Regions from separate parts of the Sus scrofa genome. Here region 1 is linked to region 2. The links are chromatin contacts, called in public Hi-C maps. All regions are on one chromosome and are shown on one strand. The core of a region is the stretch at or near the end of the contact, and the rest is flanking DNA. Distances in the headings are between cores, read along the strand shown. Region 1 overlaps LOC102165543 (a long non-coding RNA gene). Region 2 holds the start of FAM84B (protein FAM84B).

The links. A called contact is a pair of places that touch in the nucleus more often than the background predicts.
Region 1: a contact with region 2 is called in a Hi-C map of subcutaneous adipose tissue, with 1.7 times the contacts expected there. The contact joins the enhancer-like site here to the promoter of FAM84B in region 2. A contact is called at or near these places in 5 of 47 Hi-C or Micro-C datasets (fibroblasts, heart right ventricle, liver and 2 more) and 1 of 2 datasets of contacts at active chromatin or transcription factors (skeletal muscle).

Annotation. Positions count from the first base shown.
Region 1 is chr4:13,497,369-13,502,671 of Sscrofa11.1, forward strand. All of the region lies in intron 1 of LOC102165543 (a long non-coding RNA gene), which reads left to right. Among named protein-coding and RNA genes, the nearest start is that of FAM84B, 55 kb to the left of the region's middle. Within about 2 kb of position 2,818, at least 4 of the 83 cell types and tissues checked have an H3K27ac peak or open chromatin away from gene starts, as enhancers often do. A contact at or near this core is called in subcutaneous adipose tissue, where this site is marked.
Region 2 is chr4:13,440,793-13,446,592 of Sscrofa11.1, forward strand. It overlaps FAM84B (protein FAM84B), which reads left to right and starts at 4,491. Exons shown (of 2, transcript XM_005662850.3): 1 at 4,491-4,962; 2 at 5,510-5,800. The coding sequence starts at 5,606.

The DNA.
Region 1 (5,303 bases), core at 1,568-4,067, 55 kb after region 2:
ACATAGTATAGTGCATTTGGCATGCATGCATTCATTCATTTATTCATTCATTCAGCAACAACAAACAACAAAGCCCAATCCCCTACTAGGTGTCACTCTCCAACTGGTCTTCCAGATGTGGATAAAGAAAGGGAAACAATTATGAAGGGCTTTGATATTCTTAAGGAACTTTGACTTAATTTAGTATCTTCTTTTCTTTTATCTGTGTTTTCTGGTATTTCCTAGCCATTTAATTGGGACAGGTTAGTTAACCTCTCTGTGCCTCAGTTTCCTCATGTGTTAAATGGAGTATGCACCAGTGTCCAGTTCAAAAAAATAGAATACACTACAGATAATATCAGTAGAGAGGGATTTAATGCAGGGAATTAATTACAATCTTTTGGAAGAGGGAGAGGAGTAAATGGGAGAAGAGAATCAATCAGAAGTGACAAAGTGCTAACCAGCCTTTGGCAGGAGCCCAGCCTGCACCTATTGCTTGTCTGCAGGAGGCGCTATTGCTGCTATTGATCAGGAGGTCCCTGTAGCTGTGTGGATTAGAAGCTAAGCTCCCATTAATGCTGCTACCACTTGGGGAAACAGAGGGAGAAAATCAAAACAATGCAAGAACAAACTTTTCCCTTTCTCCAGCATTCTAGTCTCTCCTTCCATTGGCACAGAACCCAACCAGAAGGCAGCTGACCAGTGAGCCTAGGAAATGTAGTTTGTAGGCTTCTATATGCTCTGCAGTATAAAGGAAGACAGAGGAGGGCAGGAAGAAAACTGACAGCTACCAGACAAACCAGCACAAATGGGGACAATAATGGCACCTACCTTACATGGTTGCTGTGAGTTATCGAGTTAAAGTATGCAAAGCCCTTTAGAACAACGCCTGATAAATAGGAAGTGGTTGTTATTAGTGATCATTACTGTTATCCAGTGACTCCAGAGCATCGGAAGGGCATGTAAATAGAGTAGTAATGGAGTCAGACTTATATTTGGGAAAGCTTAGTGGGGGCTGTGGAAGAGTATGAACCGTAATGGATCATAAGGGACCATATAGAAGGTGGTTGAACTACCTCTGCAGCAATATGGATGAACAAGAGGGAATTGATTACATGGTAATAGAATTTAGGCAATAGAATTATCTTGATTTAGTAATCAGTAGGAGGGTGCAGAAGGACAGTAGTTCCAAGATGCTTCTAAATTTTGGCTAAGGGTGATTGTATAGAGAGTGGGTGGTCGTATTATTCATCGCTATGTCATCAGGACAGAGATAAAGTATGTCTCACTGACCATGGACTCTGCAATTAGGATAATGCATGTGGTCTATGTGTGTACTTATTTACTGAATGGTGAACCAATGAATAAATTATCTGATTCCCTCACTATTAAAGAAAAAAAATTAAACTATGGAGACAGTAGATCATTTTCTCACAGTTCTATAGCTAGTGAGTGGCAAAGTCACACACCTGAGTTTTTTCATGTCCAGTGTAATTTATGGTGACCATGCAGACCCCACACAGACAACATAACACTGCAGACACAATCATTGGTCTCTGTACCAACTGTGATCCCGGAATAGCTAGAGTTCAGATTCCTACATTTTAAGAAAGAAATTAGGGAAGTGTATCACCTAGGCAGGTTATATTCATACAAATAACCATGATGGCTGCTAACATTTGCACAGGGCATTTTTTAAAACAGAAATGGAGATCAATTCTATTAATTGTTATCTGCCCAGAAAGTCTCTGCTAGGAGCTGAGATGTGCCTTCAAATAAGATGCATCCCTTCCCTCAAGGATCTTGTTATGAGGGTCAAGATCTTCACAAATGTATGTTTCAGGAGATTTTCTGTACTTGAAAAAGTGGGATGCTGGGAGAATATAAGAAAACTTCCTCTGCAACACCAGACCCATCTCATGGTGGGCACTGTTGCTTCTGGGATTTCTTCGTAAACAGAACAGACTAGAGTCAGAGTGCATGTGAAGCCAGCCTGGGTACCATACCACCCAGAGTGAGGTCTGTAGATGTCCTATATCTGAGTCACTTAGGATGTTTGCAAGAATTGTGATTTCTTGGGGGCCAACCAAAACCTACTCAGTCAGAATCTCATGAGGTAGGAGCTTCCTGCAAGAACATGCTTGAGAAATTCTTCTTCTGGTTTCATCAAGCCAGGACCTTCAGCTGTTAGCCTACCACTAATTAGATCCTTCCTGAAAGGCAAAATCAGTCTCTCTCCTCCTTTAATCCCTTTTCCTTCCTCTGGACCCTCCTGTTGTGCATGTTATGCACATCTGTCTGTTTAAATGTCTCTCCACTAGCCTTCACTTTGTGGTGATATGAGTCACTGTTTAATTGCAGTTCCCCAAGTCCCACAGGTACATGATTAAAGTCCCTAAATATGCTTTGCCTTCTCTTGATTCTAAATATCTTCAGAGCTAGTCCTTACTTGACCAATCTTTCCATGTCTTCATTTTGTTGTCCCTTAATCATCTTCCCAAACAGCCCAAATGTATTCTCTTCCAGGAGTCTTTTCTGTACCTCTCACATGGCCACAGGCTCTTCATTCTTCCTTAACCTGAGTTATTCTCTTTCTATTGTAACTTTTTCTCTTTTTAGCTGCCTCTTCTGTCTCTCATGCTGGATTCGGCACTCATGTGATGGGAGGGAACCAAATCGGGTTCTTGGTACACCCAGATTGTGGCCTGTAAAGTAAGTATACATTGAGTTAAAGGGCAACAGAGCTGACCAACTAACTAACTACATGCTTTGTCCTGTGATATGTGAGCTTGAGCCTGTGTTCTGGGAAAGAGGAGGTTGAACTTTTACCTCCAGGCCATGGTGCCAGTTTAAAAACATCTGCCATTTCTGGACAATGTGTCCTTTATCCCAGGGCTGGATTAGCCTTGTTTTATCTTTATACCTTTGGGTGATTATTCTTGTTTGAAGAGGGTCTTGTAGGTAGAGGAAAGATTCCCACCAGGACTCAAGGTCCTTTCTCTGCCCTGTGTTACTTGACCCTGGAAAGTGGTAATGCAGCTTTTTCCTTTCCCTAGTCACTACTGAGGTCATGCTTCTCTACTCAGAAACGGAAGCTTGTCTCCAGCACACCCAGTCATTTGTTTTCCAGGATTTGGAGCAGAATTAATTAGCTTGGAAAAGCATGTGGACAATGCTAAGTATTATTAATGATGCAATTAACGGTTCCTTCCTGCAGGGGATGGGTGGTTCCTGGCTCCCTGGTCATTCACTTTTTTTTTTTCAGGGCTACACCCACAACATATGGAATTTCCCAGGCTGGGGTCCAGTCTGAGCTACAGCTGCAGGCCTACACCACAGCCACAGCAACTGGGGATTCGAGCCAAGTGTGTGATCTACACCACCGTTCATGGCAATGCCAGATCTTCAACCCACTGAGTGAGGCCAGGGATTGAACCTACATCCCTGGATCCTAGTGGTTCATTAACTGCCGAGCCATGAAGGGAACTCCCTCTGTACATTTCTTAAAGATGATTGTGTTTTTTTCCATTTTCACTCTAACAAGCTCTGCTTGGTGCCCTGAGTCTCTGTGCCCAGTTAGTGCCTGGCAGAGTTGTTGCCAGGGCCTCACTTGTATCAGAATGGGACTCACTCATACATTCCATGGCAGAGAAAGTGGATGGACCCAGGCATATCTCCTCAGCAAGGCAGGAATAACCTAAAGGATGCCAAGGGGAAGCAGAAGTAATATGAATTTAGCACATGTAGAAGTAATGTGAATTTAGCACATTCACATTAACTCTGTTGTTATGTCCCAGTAACTCTGCTCGGTGCTTTTGCACACTTTATTTAATCCTCATCACAGCCCCATAAGGTAGACATTGCTATCCCTATTATACAGATGTAAAAATGGAGACTCAAAAAGGTTAAGTGCATTGTCCAAAGGCAAAATTCTAATAACTGTCAGAGACAGGATTTAAACCTAGCTTTGTTTGACTTTGAAATTACTAGTGCTGAACCAACATGTAGCATTGATATAGATTCTCTACAATGACTTAGTAGCAGAGATCTGCTTTATTGCATGTCTTGAACACCAGTTTGTCCCCTTCCCCACCTCAGCCCCTGTGCCTTCTGTCATCCCCTCCATCCTTCGTACTTGACTTCACCTTGGATTTCACTTTCCATGCCTATCCCATTCAGCTTTTTCCTCCTATTTTGTCAAAATTCCACCAGAATCACCTCCTTGTCTAGATTCCTGTGGCAAATGAAAGACAATTCCAGTTAATAATTAAGACTTGTTTTGGAGGTAGTGTGCATTGAGATCAAATGTCAGCTCTTTTTTTTTTTTGTCTTTTGTCTTTTTAGGGCCGCACCCACGGCATATGGAGGTTTCCAGGCTAGGGGTCAAATCGGAGCTGTTGCTGCTGGCCTACGCCAGAGCCACAGCAACACCAGATCCGAGCTGCATTTGCGACCTATGCCACAGCTCATGGCAATGCCGGATCCTTAACCCACTGAGCGAGGCCAGGGATCGAACCCGAAACCTGGCCCCTCGGATTCATTTCTGCTGTGCCATGATGGGAACTTCAAATATCAGCTCTGTTAACTGATAACTGTGCACCTTGGGAAATGTCCTTAACCATTCTCTGCCTCAGTTTCTTCATCCCTAAATTGGGGATAATGATAGTTGGCTTCATTGTTGCTGCTTCCCCCAATCCCAGTCCTCACTCTCTGCATCTCTCCAGCTGTGTCAAGCATCAGCTTTCCAGGGAGCCTTATGTGGCCTGTTACATTGAGTTAAGAGTGCCCCTTTTGTGTTCTGATATGCCCTGAATGCTTGCTTGCCTGTTTATGCTCACTACATTATAAGTGCCTATTGCTTGGCTTTTGACTAGATTGTAAGCATTTTAAAAACAGAAACCATGTATTATTCACTTTTGGGAATTGCCAATCACCAGTATGAGTCCTGGCATATGGTAAATCTTCAATTAAAGTTAGTTAAATAAATGCGTGAATGTATGCATGAATGGAAGTGATCCTTAAGTTGAATTTTGAAAGATGAGTGGTTCTTGCCAAGTAGATAGGAAGGGAGAGAGAAGGAAGGGCAGTCTAAACAGAAGGGGTTGTATGATCTGAGACTTGGAAGTGTGAAGCATTTGAAGATCTTTGGGGAACTGAGAGTGGCTGGAGCCAAGTGGGACACAGGATGTAAGTTAGGGAGACACGGCGTTGTGGAGCAGAGGATCAACACTTCAGAAATCTTTAGTCTCAGGATCTACTGAGGCTTGAAGGGAACAAAATATTAAGTTCAGCTCGAAGGATATTTTGTTGTTCTGGTTTGTTCT
Region 2 (5,800 bases), core at 3,241-5,740:
AGGGTAAGAGACAGCTCCAAGGTCATATACCTGGCAAAAGGGACTCCAACCCAAGTCATCTGTTTCCACTCTGCTACCACTCACCTCCTATGTCTCAACAAAACCCCAGCATTGGTAAGAGGCACAGGTAAGTCTGGAAGTTACCCAAGGTAAGGAAGGTGTGGAGGATCCTGTTTTCCAGCAAACTCACTCAGGTATCTGAGGTTGCCATGAGCCTGGGGCCCAGCCTGAAGAACAGGCAGAGTTCCAGAGTGTCTAATCAGCTAATTTTGCCCTTGTGCTCCTGTTCTGTACATTCTTGGATTGAGCCATTTAAACAGAGCTCTCCACTACACCTGCAGAGTCAGGGTGTCACTGCCTTATCAGGTAGAGACATCAATTCTCCATTATTCCTCACTGCTCTGGGCAGGAATACTGTGAGAGTGACTCTCTGGCATTCAGCACAACTTGTTTTTATTGAGTGCTCCCTCCAAGGAGGTGTGTGGAATATGACACTTGGGTCACTGCTTGAGGGTGAAGCTACAGTACAGCTGAGAATTCAAATCTAACTAAGGTTTCTTTATGGGTGCTCTTGGGGAAGGTGCCTTCATGGCTTTCTCCTTCATTCACCAGGCTCCATTTCCAAGAATGCCTTTTGTCCCCACAGCCTTTTCATTTATAGGACCAGCTTCCTCTCACCCCTTTACCATCCATTTTCCATAGGACAGCTAGAGTGACAACCCTACACCCCCAAAGCTTTCCCATGGCTCTAACTGCACGCCCATCACAGTCCCTCTCACTTACTGTGCTCTAGTTGCAACTGTATCTTCTTCCTTTTTCCTGAACACCCCAATTCCCTCTTACCTTGGGCCTTTGCTTCTAGTCTTCTCGTGAAAGGAATGCCAAGGCCACCTCCTTCTCATCCTTCAAGTCTCAGCACAGGAGCCCGTCACTGACCATTTAATCCATTTTATTTATTTATTTATTTATTGTCTTTTTGCCATTTTCTTGGGCCGCTCCTCGCAGCATGTGGAGGTTTCCAGGCTAGGGGTCAAATCGGAGCTGTAGACGTCAGCCTACACCAGAGCCACAGCAATGCAGGATCCAAGCCGAGTCCTACACCACAGCTCACGGCAACACCGGATCCTTAACCCACTGAGCAAGGCCAGGGATTGAACCCGCAACCTCATGGTTCCTAGTCGGATTCGTTAACCACTGAGCCACGACGGGAACTCCTGACCATTTAATCCAAAGTAAGCCTTCCCACCTCCTCTCTGTAGCCACAGTTACTCCATCTCATAACTGTAGTCTATTTTCTTTATGGCTCTTATCTCTCAAAAATTATTATTCATTTACTTAAACTTGTCATTGTCTCCTCCTATCAACATATAAGACCCATTAAGAGAAAGGACTTTGTCTACTGAGTCTGTGGCTTTATCTCTAGAGCGCAGCACAACCAGAAACTCAAATATTTGTCAAGCATTGAAGAATGTATTTGTCTCTATTTAAAACAAAGTGGTTATGAGCACAGGCCTTGAAGTCAAGTGGACCTGTGCAATGATCCCACCTACCAACTAGAAAAAGTCACTCGGCCTCTCTAAACTTAACTGACCTTTATAATAGAATCAAGAGCTCAGTCAATGGTAGTTGTCATTGTTAATTTTAGAGTTGTGTCCCTCCCACCCCCACTAGTCCAAGCCCCTGATGGCAGGCACTTTAATATTCACTTCTGTATCCATACATCTTGAAACTTCCTCTTACAGCATCCTCTATGTAGCCTTCCTGCAAGACATGTCATACTGTCCTAAGGCAAAACCTTAACACAATACCTGTTGTACTTGTAGAAGAAATGGGCAGTGTATAAGAATAACAGGTATCAGGTAGGTCTTCGAGAAATATATTTCGAATTAAGTTTTCTGTAGAAAAAACATGAATTAAAGAATAATACCGGATGCTATATGATCAGGTGCTGAATGACATAAATCAAGTGATATGATGTGTAGTGCAGAAATTGGATGGCAGGGGTAGCCAACTCAGAGGCTCCCAGGGTTATTCAAGGATCCACATAGGTCAGGTAGGTAGGACAGAGGTTGGGGCCAACTGGAAGCTATATCTCATCTCCAAGGCAATGAAGGCTCAGCGCTAGCTTTTTGTTGCCATCCTGGACTGTGGGCCCAATGGTCTCATGTCATTAGCACTTTCAAGTGAAGCTAGAAGTCTGTGTGTGTGGTTTTTTTTGGGGGGGGCCGCACCTGTGGCATATGGAAGTTCCCAGGCTAGGGGTTGAATAAGGGCTGCAACTGCCCGCCACAGACACAGCCACAGCCACAGGCATGCCAGATCCAAGCCATGTCTGCGACCTACACCACAGCTCACGGCAATGCTGGATCCTTAACCCACTGAGCAAGGACAGGGATTGAACATATATCCTCATGGATCCTAATCAGGTTCATTTCTGCTGAGCCACAATGGGAATTCCCATGGAAATCTGAATTTTTATGAGATTTCCCAAGTCTCCAACTTGTTGACAGTTTCAGTTCATAAAACAAGTGTTTCAGATGAACAAAGCAAGTTTGGGAGCCATTCTGTAACCCCTAACCAAGAGCCCTAGGGGAGCAGAGGGAGGTTGGGTCCGAAACAGGAATTAATGGAAGAAGCTACACAGGAGGCAGGCTATAGGGATGGCCAAGAATTCCCCTAAAGCATCCATTAAGCATTTATGGAGCACTTACTGATTGCCAGGCATTGGGCCATAAAGTTGACTCAGAGCTTGTTCCTGCTGAGACTTTATACTTGGTCAGTTCAAGGACTGTTGTTGAGCCACTAGTGTGTACCTGGTCAGAGCTCGTCAAGGAAATAAGATCAACACCTGGACAACTATCATTAGATCTTTACCCCAGAGTGCTGGCAGCAAACCATCACACTGCTGTGTGCTTCAGTGGATTCTTCCATCACTAGGCAACCTACCCCACACCTAGGGGCAAAGTGTCCCACCACAGCTGAGGGTAGCAGAGGTTCCCCAGGCTAACAGACGTGGGATAACTTGCCATTGCCTCTCTCAGCCTAACCCCTCCCTGTAAAATGGGCATCTACATGAGCCTACCTCGTAGTGGCAAAAACCATTCAGGTAAAACAGCAGCCCCCAGAGCATGGGTTATCAAAAAGTTCAGGGGGGACCCATCTGGTCACACATGCCTGAGGCCGGTCAGAAAAGACTTAATCTACACAGCAGACACACAGAAGTCCCTTTTTGGTCTAATTTACACTGAGATTTTAGACTTGCTGAAGGACTAACTTCCATCACAGCCCTGCCAATATTGATTGCTGGGCTCCAAAGTATATAAGTAGATTGATTTCTTTTTTTTCCCCTCAAACTAAAAAGGATCGCAGTAGTATTAGTACATTCCTGTTTCCACTGGTCAGTAGACCCACTGAATAAATAATCGTGTTACCTGGAAAAATTGAGTCAAAAGAAACAGTGATGGAAAACAGAGCAGAGGAGGTCTTGAGTTGCATTCTTAAGCAAACCAAAAAAAAAAAAAAAAAAAAGAGAGAGGGAGAGACAGAGAGCGAGAAAACCACTTTTGTAGAGCTTCCATCTTAGGTAAAATAAACAAAACCAGCATGGAGGGGAGAGAGAGGGAGTGCCCTCTTTTAGTGGAGGTTATAGGCAATACTAGTCTCCTGTCATTTCCTTCTGTAAGTCAGCAGGAAGGAAATATATCCAGCGAGGGCCTCTGCTAATATGCTCTGAATTTAAAGACAATTAGGCAATTCCTACATCCTCTACCGCCAAGAAAAACAACCAGAGCCGAATGCTTTCTTTCACTGTCTTTTGAACTGGGAACTCTCAAAACAATGGAGGTTATGAAATCAACTTTGAGCTAATTTCAAGCAACGTTAATAGTTAATAAAGAGAGCCCTGGTCTTGGAAGCAAGTCACTAACTAGGTCTTTGTTCTGTTTTCTACAGTTCCTTCCTGCGAATTTTTTTTTTCTTACCTGAAAGTTTCACAGGACTTATTTTGTAAACACCTTTAAACTGAAGCACTTCTCCAGTCTGCCTAGGAAAAAATTCTTTTCTGTGACCTTTGGCAAGAAATAGGTTCTAGGAAAGAAAAGAAGGAAGTAAAAGTTTCTTTGTTTCCTAATGTCTGTTCCTCCCTCTCCAGGTACTTTGGGAAAGAACAGGCAAAGGGAAACAGAACAAACACCAAACTCTTAATCCCTCTCTTCTTTCTACACTGGCAGGTGGCGTTTGCTTTACAACTTCTTTTTAAAGCTCACAGCTCCGAAAAATACAACCTGAGCAAGCAGCGAGGGCCCCACAAGGCCTTGCTTTAAGAGGGGAAGCAGGACTCCCAGGGGCTATGCGTACAACAAGAGGGGCGCAGACTGCCAGTCCAGCCAACCCATTGGTTATTTACTAGCGGGATTTAAACCCGCTCCGAAGTGGAGGCGTGGCCTGGGCGGAGCCCCCTGGTCTGGGTGGGCGGGGCGGGGAAGGGGGCGGGGATGCCCGAGGCTCCGCGCGGTGCGGGAAAGACCTGGGCTCCGGGAGCGAGCGTCTGTCTCTTTAAATGCCAGGGGCTGCGCTCCCGCCCTGGGAGCCGGGAGCCGGATCTACAATCCCGTCCCTCCCGCTTCGGCGCTTGTTGCTCGCCCGGCCCGACCGGGAGCTGCAGCCGCCGGGCACCGAGACTGCTTCCTTCTTCTTCTGGAGAGCCCCACCTCCCCGGGAGCCGGTTGAGGGGGAGAAACAGCCCCAGCAGGAGGGAAAAGGTGCCGTGTGAAGAGGCATCACTCCCCCCCTTCAAGTCTTACGCGGGGGCAAGACATGCGCCGCTCCCCCCTGCCCAGCCTCGCAGCCGCCTGCGCCTGGAGAGGAGAGACTGCGGAGCCCACACCTGCAAACTCGTCCTAGAAGTCTCAGGGTGCGGCTGGGGACCCCTCCCAATTCCCCTCGGCCTCCACCTCTCCGCGGGTGAGTTCACGCAGGTAACCCGAACTAGAGGGCGGGCGCGCGGCGGGGGGGAGGCGGGCGAGGAGGGAGGAGAAAGCGCCGCAGGTGAGCCAGGTTGGGCCGCTCACCTGCTCCAGCCTCGCGGCGGCTCCTCGCCGGTTTCTCTCTACGGTTAGATGGCGGGGAGGGCGTCTCAGGGGCTAATTTAGGCCCCTGGGGTGAAAGTGAGAGTAGGAAAGGGGAATTGAAGTAAAGTTTCTTTTTCTTACCCCCTCCTATTTGGGCTTGGCAGGTTAGGGCGCTGGCGGAAGCGGTAGGAGTCGCTGATGCAATGGGCTTTTGCCCAGGCGAGGTGAAGGGCTGGGGGAGGGGGAGAGCTGGAGTTGCCAGGCTTCCTTTGACTGTGACCCTGGAGGTGGAAAACTGAGGGAAAGCTCGCTACATTTGAGACGCCTAGTAAAATGACTCCAGGTGCCTGGCCCTCAGTCTTTTTTCTTCTTCTTAAGAACAAATCGCCCATTTCACCGAATGGCTCCTACATGGCTACCTTGCCTTCTTCTCCCAACAGGTGGTCTCAGCCCCGGTCCGGGGACCTGTGCCAATGACCCTAGTGGTGGTTTCGCTTTCTCCTCTTTCGGCGGTGTGAACGTGTGTCCACGGCGTGATGGGCAACCAGGTGGAGAAACTGACCCACCTAAGTTATAAGGAAGTTCCCACTGCCGACCCGACTGGAGTGGACCGGGATGACGGGCCCCGAATCGGAGTCTCCTACATCTTCTCCAATGACGACGAGGACGTGGAGCCCCAGCCGCCGCCCCAGGGCCTGGATGGCGGTGGCGGCGGTTTGCCCGACAGCGGG